3 separate regions of the Zea mays genome follow, and all the other regions are linked to region 3. The links are chromatin contacts, called in public Hi-C maps. All regions are on one chromosome and are shown on one strand. Each heading gives the region's core, a stretch centred on a gene start, on an enhancer-like site or on the middle of the called end of the contact. The rest is flanking DNA. Distances are from core to core; before and after follow the strand shown. Region 1 holds the start of LOC100382635. Region 2 holds the start of LOC103646242 (CLIP-associated protein). Region 3 holds the start of LOC100191657.

Evidence for each region. A called contact is a pair of places that touch in the nucleus more often than the background predicts.
Region 1: a Hi-C map of tassel shows a contact between it and region 3, with 3 times the contacts expected there. The contact joins the promoter of LOC100382635 here to the promoter of LOC100191657 in region 3. A contact is called at or near these places in 2 of 25 Hi-C or Micro-C datasets (leaf and tassel).
Region 2: a contact with region 3 is called in a Hi-C map of ear, with 1.8 times the contacts expected there. The contact joins the promoter of LOC103646242 here to the promoter of LOC100191657 in region 3. A contact is called at or near these places in 2 of 25 Hi-C or Micro-C datasets (ear and endosperm).

Annotation. Positions count from the first base shown.
Region 1 is chr2:31,197,325-31,200,787 of Zm-B73-REFERENCE-NAM-5.0, reverse strand. It overlaps LOC100382635, which reads left to right and starts at 2,176. Exons shown (of 8, transcript NM_001175359.1): 1 at 2,176-2,345; 2 at 2,970-3,095; 3 at 3,268-3,357; 4 at 3,460-3,463. The coding sequence starts at 2,297.
Region 2 is chr2:31,863,825-31,867,461 of Zm-B73-REFERENCE-NAM-5.0, reverse strand. LOC103646242 (CLIP-associated protein) reads right to left here and starts at 2,309. Exons shown (of 21, transcript XM_008670969.3): 1 at 1,706-2,309. The coding sequence starts at 2,041.
Region 3 is chr2:31,594,084-31,597,465 of Zm-B73-REFERENCE-NAM-5.0, reverse strand. LOC100191657 reads left to right here and starts at 1,359. Exons shown (of 15, transcript NM_001137086.1): 1 at 1,359-1,512; 2 at 1,660-1,703; 3 at 1,823-1,932; 4 at 2,723-2,760; 5 at 2,832-2,909; 6 at 3,023-3,076; 7 at 3,154-3,255; 8 at 3,353-3,382. The coding sequence starts at 1,506.

The sequences.
Region 1 (3,463 bases), core at 927-3,426, 400 kb after region 3:
CTTTTTTTTTAAAAAAAAAAATCTACTGTTTCTTTCTTTCTTTCTTCTACTCGTATGCTATTATTCTGTACTACCATAAAAATCATCAGTGTGTTGGCCAGCATACGCATGTGCGTATATACGTTTTGGTGGTGCAAATATAAAAGTTTGTGAGCTTTTTTGCCGAGTTGCACTGGATATGAGGTGGGCCTGCTAGGCCTTTATGCTGCTTTTCCTTTAAGCTCACTCTTCTCAAGTTAGCGCCGCGTTGGCTGGCATCGCATCAAAGACCGGCCGCACGGGGGCAGGGCAGCACCGGCACCGCTGTTTTTGTTTGCCTCCCGTGAAAATTTTGTTAGGCCCACAGCTAGCTCGAGCAACGCCATGACCTAAGCTATTTAGATTAATCATGGAATGCATTTTTTTTATAATAAATCTATACGGAGATATAATTCTGGATGCTATTTTTTTATATAAATTTAGTCAAGCTTCCATATTTTTTATTAAGTTGAAACAACCTATAACAGTATTTTTTTATTTTTTTATTTTTGAAACGAAGCAGCACTACTAAACATACCCTTAAAGCACGGTTTATTTGGTTTAATGGACGTGATACAAAAAAATAAGGCTCTGACTTCTGAGGCGCCGCACTCATACTACTCTAAATTCGTACTCTAAAAGAAATATTCTATCCTAGTCAGCAAGATTCTCTACTCTATACCACAATTTTTCGCGGTCATATTTACTCTATATTCCAACTCTATATCAACTATCATATATTATATTATTTTTTTTCACTTTATATTCTCTTGCTGCAAAAATCTGCTGCGCTGGCTACTTGCTCGCATGCTTCCCGTACAGCCAAACCGAGAGAAGGATGTTTGGAGTGAGAAGAGTAGGTACGCTGTAAATAGAGTTCCTCAGGGCCTCTCTACGTTTACAGTCCCGTGTGCAGTGCCCCGCTGCAGATGTTTTTTGACTGTATGTCGGGTAGAATTTGGTTTACAGCATGTCACTGCGAACAGCCTGAGTAGCCATGGCTGGCGGGTACGCGCGCGTGCAACATGCACGTACTTCTAGATTGCATTTTGATTTCTTTTTCGTTATATTTTCTAATTGAAAGGTTTTTATCATTGAACCAATTTCATATTTATGTTCTTAATGTTTTTACAAACAAAACTAGATTACACATGATATAAAATATTTAAAAATTTATTTATATACTCTTCTTTAAAACACGTTCTACTATAAACAATCAAATACGAGTTGTATGGGTCCCTAATGCACTAATGAAAATAAGCAAACAAAAGACTATATATTGATTAGCCTTTGCATAAAACAGTCTGACTCCGCACATACGAGCCAGCAGCCAGGCTACCATCTTACAACAACTAAGGGCATGTTTGGTTTCAATTAGTTCTAGGACTAAACTTTGGTCCTAGGACTAAACTTTAGTCCCTATATGTTTGGTTTTAGAGACTAAATAGATTCTAAAGTCATTAAATACATTGTCCAAAGACTCAAATACCCTTAGAATATACTCATAATATTAGTTATCTATAAAAAGGTAAGGACAATATGATAATTATGAGCTTTTAGTCTCTTTTAGCACCTATGTGAAGGACTAAAGACTAAATCATTTTAGTTCATATTTTAGTCCTAGTGTTTGGCAAAAAAGGGACTAAAAACTAGAGACTAATCTTTAGTCCCTCTAACCAAACACCCCCTAAAAACAAGAAGGCATTAGTTGCCCAGTAGCTGGATTCTACTAAACATGACCTTTTTATGATACGTTTTTTTACCTTTTTCGCTAAAAAAGACAGGTTTGTGAGAAAAAAAATTCAAAGCCTAACACATTTATCTAAAATCCGATTTTCCTGAGTGTACTAGTAAAACCCCATAACGTAATTCCAAAAGTAGCAAAGAAACTGTTTCAAAAAAAAATAAAAAAATTCCAAAAGAGTTCAGAAGCGTGAGAATAGAAGAAACAACTGGGCGGTCTGTCTACTCTGCACCCTGGACCAAAAAAAAATAGTATTAAAAAAACAAGGCACGTCTGGAAGGAAAACCTCGCTCGTCTCGGTGCAGTATCTCCCACCCGCCAATTAATGCTGCTTCGGGACCAGCGCCTCACTTCAATGCGAAGAACCAAAAAGGACTCTGGCGAGGAAAAAAAAGAAAAGAAAGGAAGGAGCAGCAGCGCTGCGGAAGCAGAGCGCGAGGAAGGAGACGGATTTGCTCGGCTGGGATCCCCCGCCAGGGGTCCACATGGCGGCGTCGCCTTGAGCCGGGCCTCTCCTACCCGCGACGTCCTGCGATGCCGCCGCGGGGAGCGGCGCTCCTCCTCCTCCTCGTCGTGCTCTGCGGTGCGTCCTTGAGATTTCTCCTCGTTTCTTCTCAGTGCTTTGCGTTTTTCTCGGGTTCCAGTGGCAATGCCGGGGCGAATTCTAGTGCGGGTTGCGTTCTTGCGGTGGGATCGCGGGGCATGACGTGCGTGGCAAGTTCCACTGGTCTTGTGCGAGGCAGAAGATGGTTTCGCCTTTTGCTCCGTGGAGCTGTTGCTCTCGTGATTCCTCCGAGCGCATCTGAATCATGCCTCAGGCTTTCACATGTAGAAGTTGGTATTCCTTCTGAAAAAAACTGCACTTCGATTCTTTTTGGCTTTGGCGCCGCCGCCGCCGGTGAACTCACTCTCCTGGCATGGTTGTCCGCGTGCCTGAGTAGGACTTCCTGGGTTGTTAAAACAGCGTGCGTAGATATGACAAGAGCTACAGTATGGTGCGAGCGGAGCGTTTTCTGTCTCATATGGAGTTCGAAATTTTTAGGCTTTGCCAGTTCGTTCAACTGGTTCAAGTGTCAATTGTCATTGGACTCTACGCTGCCTTAACTGGATACAGACTGTACAGTTCCAAATGCAGGGAACGAAACCCAATGTTTGGTGCATGACTTGTATACTTTGTTTTTGTTGTTTCTTGTTTGAATATCCAAAGCAGTGCAACTGGGAACATCAAGCTCAACAAGTCTTGCATCATACTTATTCGGATTCTGGAGTAGAACCCACCAGCATCGCTTTCCTGCACTAGCCCCTGGCCCAGCCCCTTCTCCTCAACCTGAAGGTAAAGCACAAAAAACCCTTTGAGGTCTGTGCACATGAATGGTATAAGTGTAGCAATCAGATATAACTCTCAGTTTCTCACCATGAACGAAAATATATTTTTTCAACATGTACCTTTCTATTTGCTCTATTTAGCATTCTTCATACAAATCATTGTTCCTTCTGATACTCAGGCGCCATTATTGCTCACCCAGTGCATAGGCATCACAGAAGAAGACACCATGCTTCCCCACCACCTTCATCATTTTCGCCAGAAAGACAAGGTTTTTTTACCTTCTCAGCTGTACAATATAGATTACAAATCTTATTGTTAAGTATGAAGAAATCAACAATAATAAGACCTTTTCATGCCTGAGTTTTGACAGATTG
Region 2 (3,637 bases), core at 1,060-3,559, 270 kb before region 3:
GGGTGTAGGGTTGGAAACGAGCCAAGCCGAGCTCGACTCGGCTCGGCGCGGCTCGTTGACAGACCGAGCTCGGCTCGTTCACACAACGAGCTGAAAGGAGGCTTGGCTCGGCTCGCGAGCTGGACCTTAATAAATAATATTACATTATATAATGATTTAATAGTATATAAATGTGAAAAATATAATCATCATACAACATTATAAGTAAAATTATTCATTATCCATCATTATTGTATAGTTTGATTAATTTGGCACAGCTCGCGGGCCAAAACGAGCTGGCTCGGCTCGGTGGACCAGCGAGCTCGAACACGAGGCTCGCGAGTCGCTCCGAGCCGAGCCGCCTTGAGCTTGAGCCGGCTCGCGAGCCTCGAGCTTTTTTCCAGCCCTAGTTGGGCGCATGGAAGCAAGGCCTCAACCCGCATTAAATGCAAGGCGGCCAAGGCGTGCTCTGACCAAGCGCGGGGCATTGGCAGGCTTGTGACAGGTCTCTGTAACCGCCCCGCGCATTACCGAGGCGCACTGTAGCATGGCAACGCCGCGCGCATTAAATGCCCGCTCAAAGCTCCGCGCGTTACCGAGGCCGATGTGCTACGCGCGTGGGAGACACCATCATGAAGCGTCGTTCGATCGGGTATTGTGTCAGACTGTCAGTTACAGTGACCGGTCGGATGTGACATCACAGGCAACTACGCACACTCCTACGCACGTCAGCGTGCCAATCTACGTTGCAACCCATACCAGAGCCTTCGCCCATACGCTAACAAGACAGGGCGAAGGAAAGGTTGGTCAAGAAATCTGCACGGTGACCAAGAGAAGATCTCTGTCCGCCGACGACATCAATTGTTCCATGTAGTATGTTTTTATTACTATATTCCTGGACCCGCCTGTCGGAGCTCAACTTTCTTGTATGTGCCCCCCTTGGGCTATAAAAGGAAGGGCACATAACGTTACAAGGACAGACTCCCTCGGAGACCCTTGGACACACGCAGACTCCCATTCCTCATGCAATACAACTCACAGTGGATGTAGGGTATTACGCTCCGGCGGTCCGAACCACTCTAACCCTGGTGTTCTCAAGTTCATCCAACTGGTCAGGCAAATCCCTAGGCTCCCCCTAGTTCACAGGATTAGGCGGGTGCATTAAGCCACCCGGCTGGAGTTTTCTCTCCGACAGTATCATATTAGTTAATATACTGCAATAAAGCATTGACAGGTAAAAATAGTACAAAAATAGTATACAATTTATACTGCAATAACTTTAGATGCCCAAATATCAGATTGCATACAGGGAAGCAGCTAAGAATTTACTTGAATCCCAATTTTATCTTTGTTTGCTATAACCAAAATCACAGGAGAACAAAAGATATGCCACTGGATGTTCACCTTAGGAACAATAGTCGAGCCCAAGAGCACACGATTCCTACAAACATATAGCCCGTTGATCCATTTAAATGTTATGCCTATCAAACTATCATGGTCAGCCGAATAGACCTTTGGATTTCTCGCTTGAGCACAACCATGCAACTTGTACATCTACCGTGCCCCACCCCACCCAACCTACCTAAAAAAAACAAGCCCCAAATCTCCAACCTGTACCAGCTCGACCTCTTAGCACAAATTCATAACTTAACCTAGCTCCCCAGCTACATGCATTTCCGGGGGAGAGACGACAGGCCGCTCAGAACGGCGACGAAAGGAAGCTCACCTCCATCAGAGTAATGAGGAGCTGCCGCGCGGCGTCGCGAACGGGCTGCTTGCCGTCGCCGAGGCGTTCGACGGCGGCCGGGACGAGGGCGTTGAGATGGATCTTGAAGTGGTCGCCGGCGACGACGGCGGCGGCGGAGAGCGCCTGGAGGCCGCCCTGGGCGATGCGGAAGTTGGCGTCCCGCGTCAGATCCATGCAGGTGTCCACGAGCGCGGTGACCTCGGCCGCGGTCAGCCCGCGGCGCGCCGCGGCGTCGAGCGCCTCGTGCAGCCGCTCGACCCCGGCCAGGCGCTCCTTGGTGTCCTTGGCGCGCGCCGCCTCCAGCGCCGCCTCCATTCTCCCCACGCGACCGGGGGCACCGCCACGGGGGTGAGCTTTAGGGTTCCGGGCCGCGGGACCGGCGGCGAGGCGGGCAGGAGATGGCCGGATCTGAGGAGGGAGGGGGCGGGAGGGGTGAGGTGGGCCGTGGGGGAGTGACAGAGAGCGCACACAGCGAGACGAACACCAGATGCAGGGTGGTTGGGGGCTGGGGCTTTTGGTGGATTTTGTGCAGTTAGCCCCCTGATGTTTTGTATCCTTTGCACCCGAGAGGCCTTTGCGTACAAGCCTTCCGTATGAACTGGACTCTGGATTCTGGACTGTGGCTCCGGGAGACCGGAACGGTGGACTGTGGACACCGCTGGCTGGGCAGAAGGAAACTGCGCCAAAAGCTGGTGGCGCGTGGAAATTTTGGACGTATTTTAAACGGTTTGTTTTTCCTTTTCTCCACAGTCTGAGCTGCCAGTTTCTCTTCTGGATTGGAATGGCTTGAAACAAACAATAATCCATCCATACCCTTGTCATGCAAGGTAAAGAAGGCGTGGGAGGAGATGGCAATCCATTCCAAATCATTTCCACCACCCGTGATGCGGGTGGCCTGCCTGTCCCCTGCAGCTGCTGGTTCGTTCGAGACTCCGAGTGCAGCATCATTCCATTTCCAGGCCTGAGTGGTATTGTTACGGCAGCTGGACTTCAGCCACAACTGATGTACACCTAATATGTATCTGAGAAATCTGAAGAACTATGCACTGGTATACCATTTATTACATTAATCTGAAAGAGAAGTGTGCTAATGAGAGCATGACGCCACGTCATGGTGATATCTCGTACCCATCAGATACGGCGACCAAGGGAGACGAGGCAATTTCAGTTCCGGCGGCTGGTAGGCATCCGTCCGACTGTCCGAACGCTGCTGCACTTGTCTCCGCGTAGCCATGCCAGCCGGATGATGTGCGCACTCGCACCAGCACCAACCAACTGCGGCGACGTTACGCCTCAACCGATCCGGCGATTAGCGCCAGACTGATCATCATAATCCATCCACAACTCACGGATTATGCACGGCCATCGTACCCGTACGCCGTATTTTCTTCGCGCTGCTAGTGCCTGCAGTACGCAGACAAATCTTGGGTTACTAGCACAACTACATCTTGGGTTACTAGTAGTACATCATCCAAATCCTTTGCTGAAAGCTTACGACGGCTTGAAGGAAGAATGAGAACGCTTTCCATTCGTCGCTTATTGGGTGCTTAGCCTTGTCCATGAACAATGATAATCTTCTGGAGCCTGACAGAAAAGAGGGCGAGAGCCGGCCATCATCTCATCTCTCATCGCCTCCCGCCTTTTTTGCTAGTATGGGGCACTCGTGCTGTCGCGCGCCATCGATCCATAGGTGAGCACTCGAGAGACATTTTTTTTTTTTGGTATATGGACCAGGCTGCTCATGCCTGCCTCTAGGCTCTAGGTGGGCTCACAGCGCGAGAAATCAAATGCCTTCTTTCATAAAAAGAATTTAGGAAATGCAGAAACAGCTAAAACATTGAATGGATCAACGGAGCACTCGAAATCATACCGATACAGGACTTCAGGGAAAGAGTTTAGTAAAATGTCTTC
Region 3 (3,382 bases), core at 110-2,609:
TAAATATAACCACCACCCACTAATATACTAACCACCTTATAAATTACTCATATATAATAATTGCAAATTTTGACAGCACCTCCCCTGCACGGGGAGGATAAAAAACATGCACATTTGACTCACATTCATAATATTCAATCAAATCAGCATTTATCACAATAACTAACATTCATTACATTCAAAAAACAACAAATCATAGCAATACAATCTAACATAATTAACACAAAATGCTTACACAATAACAAAAACCATATAAAATTTACCTATGCGGGCGCGACCGAGGGTCGGGGCGGCGGCGGCGCTTGTGGGGCGGGGCGGGGCTGCCGGGTCGGGCGGGGCGGCGCCGGCCGGTGGTGGAGCGCCGACCGTGGAGTAGCGCGGGCCGGGGGAGGACGGAGGGCGGCGCGGGGATCCGGCGACGGAGGGCGACGCGGGGTCCAGTGGGGGCGGCGTGAGTTCAAAATTTTGGGACATAATTTTGTCTCCCACGTTGAATACAGGGGGTCGGCGCCAAGATCTATGGCGCCGAACCCCCTGACACGTGTACCGCCGCCGACACGGGGGTCGGCGCCAAGATCTATGGCGCCGACCCCCTGACACGTCACTGCCAGCCAAGCCTCCACGTCAGGCAGACAGGCGCCAATATTATTGGCGCCGGCACACAGAAGCTCGGCGCCAATGATGACGACGCCGAGCTAAGGGTCCATTTTTTGAAATGAAACTGCCAGGGGCATAATTGTGCAAAAAAACATAAAAAGGGCCAAATTGCAAAAAAGTTGGCAATATATACTCACTACTCATAGATTGAGAGCATAGTTTGAAAGCTTAAATTTATGAAATCCTTGTAGAATGTGAGATTTCGTTCCAATGTAGAACCCATGTTTGTGAGTTTGACAGTCGAATGTATCAACCGCTACAGAAACTGGAATATTAATAATATTCGCTTTTCTAAAAAATACTCACTACTCAGTGATACTCCGGAACCCGGATTGGTGACCTCGAGCCGAACTGCAGTCGCTACCGCACCAGTAACGCGACGCTCGACGTGCCAGAACTGTAGGGTCGGGCACGTTTTCTCCCTTCCGGCTGAACCAGCGCTGCCACCTGCCAGTCGCCACGCCACACGCAGACACGCTCCTCTCGCCCGCGCCGGCCCCCGCCTCGGCCTCCTCGTCCCCTCCCCCTCACCGGCGCGCCTCATACGCGCCGCGTGCTCCTTCACGCGCTCCGCACGTGGGATGCGCAACCTGCTCCTGCCCCGTTGCCTCCTCTCCGCCCCCACCACCATGGCTCGTGCTTCCGTCTCCGGTTCCGCTGCGGTGGCCAAAGCACTGATCCCCTTAAACCCCGCCAGCGGCGGCCGCCTTCCTTCCCTGCTTCCTGCGCGCCTCCATGTCCCCGGGAGCAGCCGCGTGCTCCGCGGCGCCTCGCTCCGCTGCTATGCCGCCGCCGCCGCCGCTGTGGCCGAGCAGAGCCGCATCAAGGTGCAGAACCCCATCGTCGAGATGGACGGTACGTCGGCCTCCCGCATCTCCCCTTTCGTTTCGCGTGGGTGTAGGTGTGTGGATGAGCCTCCCGCCTCTCTTCTCTTTCGTTTCGCGTGGGCGTAGGCGTGTGGATGAGCTGATGACTGGACTGCTTTGGTTGTTTTGTTTTCAGGGGATGAGATGACGCGGGTCATCTGGAAGATGATAAAGGATAAGGTCTGTGGAATTTATATATTGTTTTCTGCTGTTTTAGATCCATAGTACGTAACCTATAATTTGATCACTTGATGGTTTGCTGATGCGAGCGGGATGAAATGGGGTTGAACTGTGTGTAGCTCATCTTCCCATACCTGGAGTTGGATGTGAAGTACTACGATCTTGGAATTCTCAATCGCGATGCCACCAATGATGAGGTCACCGTCGAGAGTGCCGAGGCTACATTGAAGTAAGTCATAATTCTGTTTTGTACACTCGGGTCCCGATTGGGCTAATGTTAAGCCAATTATTGTTCTTATCGCCAACTTTGTCGCCAAAGCATCTAGGAACAAGGTTGGAGGGCTTTTCATGGGGCATAATAATCTAGTTGGCTTGACAATCGTTATTTCTTCATTCATATTGCCTAATCATGGATGATTGTTCATAGCATGTAAATACTATGCATGCATGACAATTACCCTCCACTTATTAGAAGGTTAAGCACTAACATTAAGGTGTTGGGTTTAAAGTTCCTGGATTCCTTTTTCCTGATAGCTTTCCATGAAGAGTCTATCAAATATCTACAGTGGTGTGCATTTTCTTTGTGGCAGTTGGTAGATAAGTCCTTGCCTTTTGGCAATACTAGGAGACCAAAATGTTTTTGGTTTCCAATTCATTCTGTAACAGGGTTGCTGTACTCATTTCTAGTAATACATACTGGTGTAATGGTGCGATCCAGTACCCAGTCACTAGAAATATTTGGTTGGTTATTAAATATTAAATCGTCCACTCTTCTACTATTGTTCTGGTGATCATGATTTACATTCTTAGTGTCCTGGAGCTAAATATTTATTATAGATCGTCTTAGAATCATGCTGCACCTTCCGTGAACTTCATTCGCTTTCGAGTATCATGACACAAAATATTTATTATAGATCGTCTTAGAATCATGCTGCACCTTCCGTGAACTTCATTCGCTTGTGTAAAACCATTTTGTACACATTTTTGCATTGATAAGATCCTGTTTTGTGTCTCAACAGGTATAATGTTGCTGTTAAGTGTGCAACAATTACGCCTGGTAAGTCCCTTCAACTATGGTTTCCCATGTTCAATTATACATTTGGGCATTAATGTGCATTTTTTATGCAGACGAGACTCGAGTAAAAGAGTTTAAACTCAAGTCTATGTGGCGGAGTCCAAATGGCACAATAAGGAATATTCTAAATGGTTCACTCTCTGCTCTTTCTTATTTCTAGAAATCTAAGGTTTAACGTACTGGAAAATTATATGAAATGTCCTTGATCTTTGATAGCTAAATTTTAGCATCCATCCCTTGGCAGGGACTGTTTTTCGTGAGCCCATCTTGTGTAAAAACATCCCAAGAATCCTTTCTGGTAAGTAAATAGTACAGTATGGTGCGTTCAATGCAACAAATAATAAAGTTGCCAAATTATGAGATTTCATTCTTTAGGTTGGAAGAAACCTATTTGCATAGGAAGGCACGCCTTTGGTGACCAGTATCGAGCTACTGATATGATTATTAATGGTCCAGGAAAGCTCAAGATGGTATTTGGTGAGATCCAGTTGACAACTATTTTTGTCCTGTAATGATCTGCAGCATATGCTGTGGTAATTTTCTAATATGCTCTTTGTTGCTACTGAAAAATCAGTGCCTGATGGAGCTGACCCTATGGAGCTGG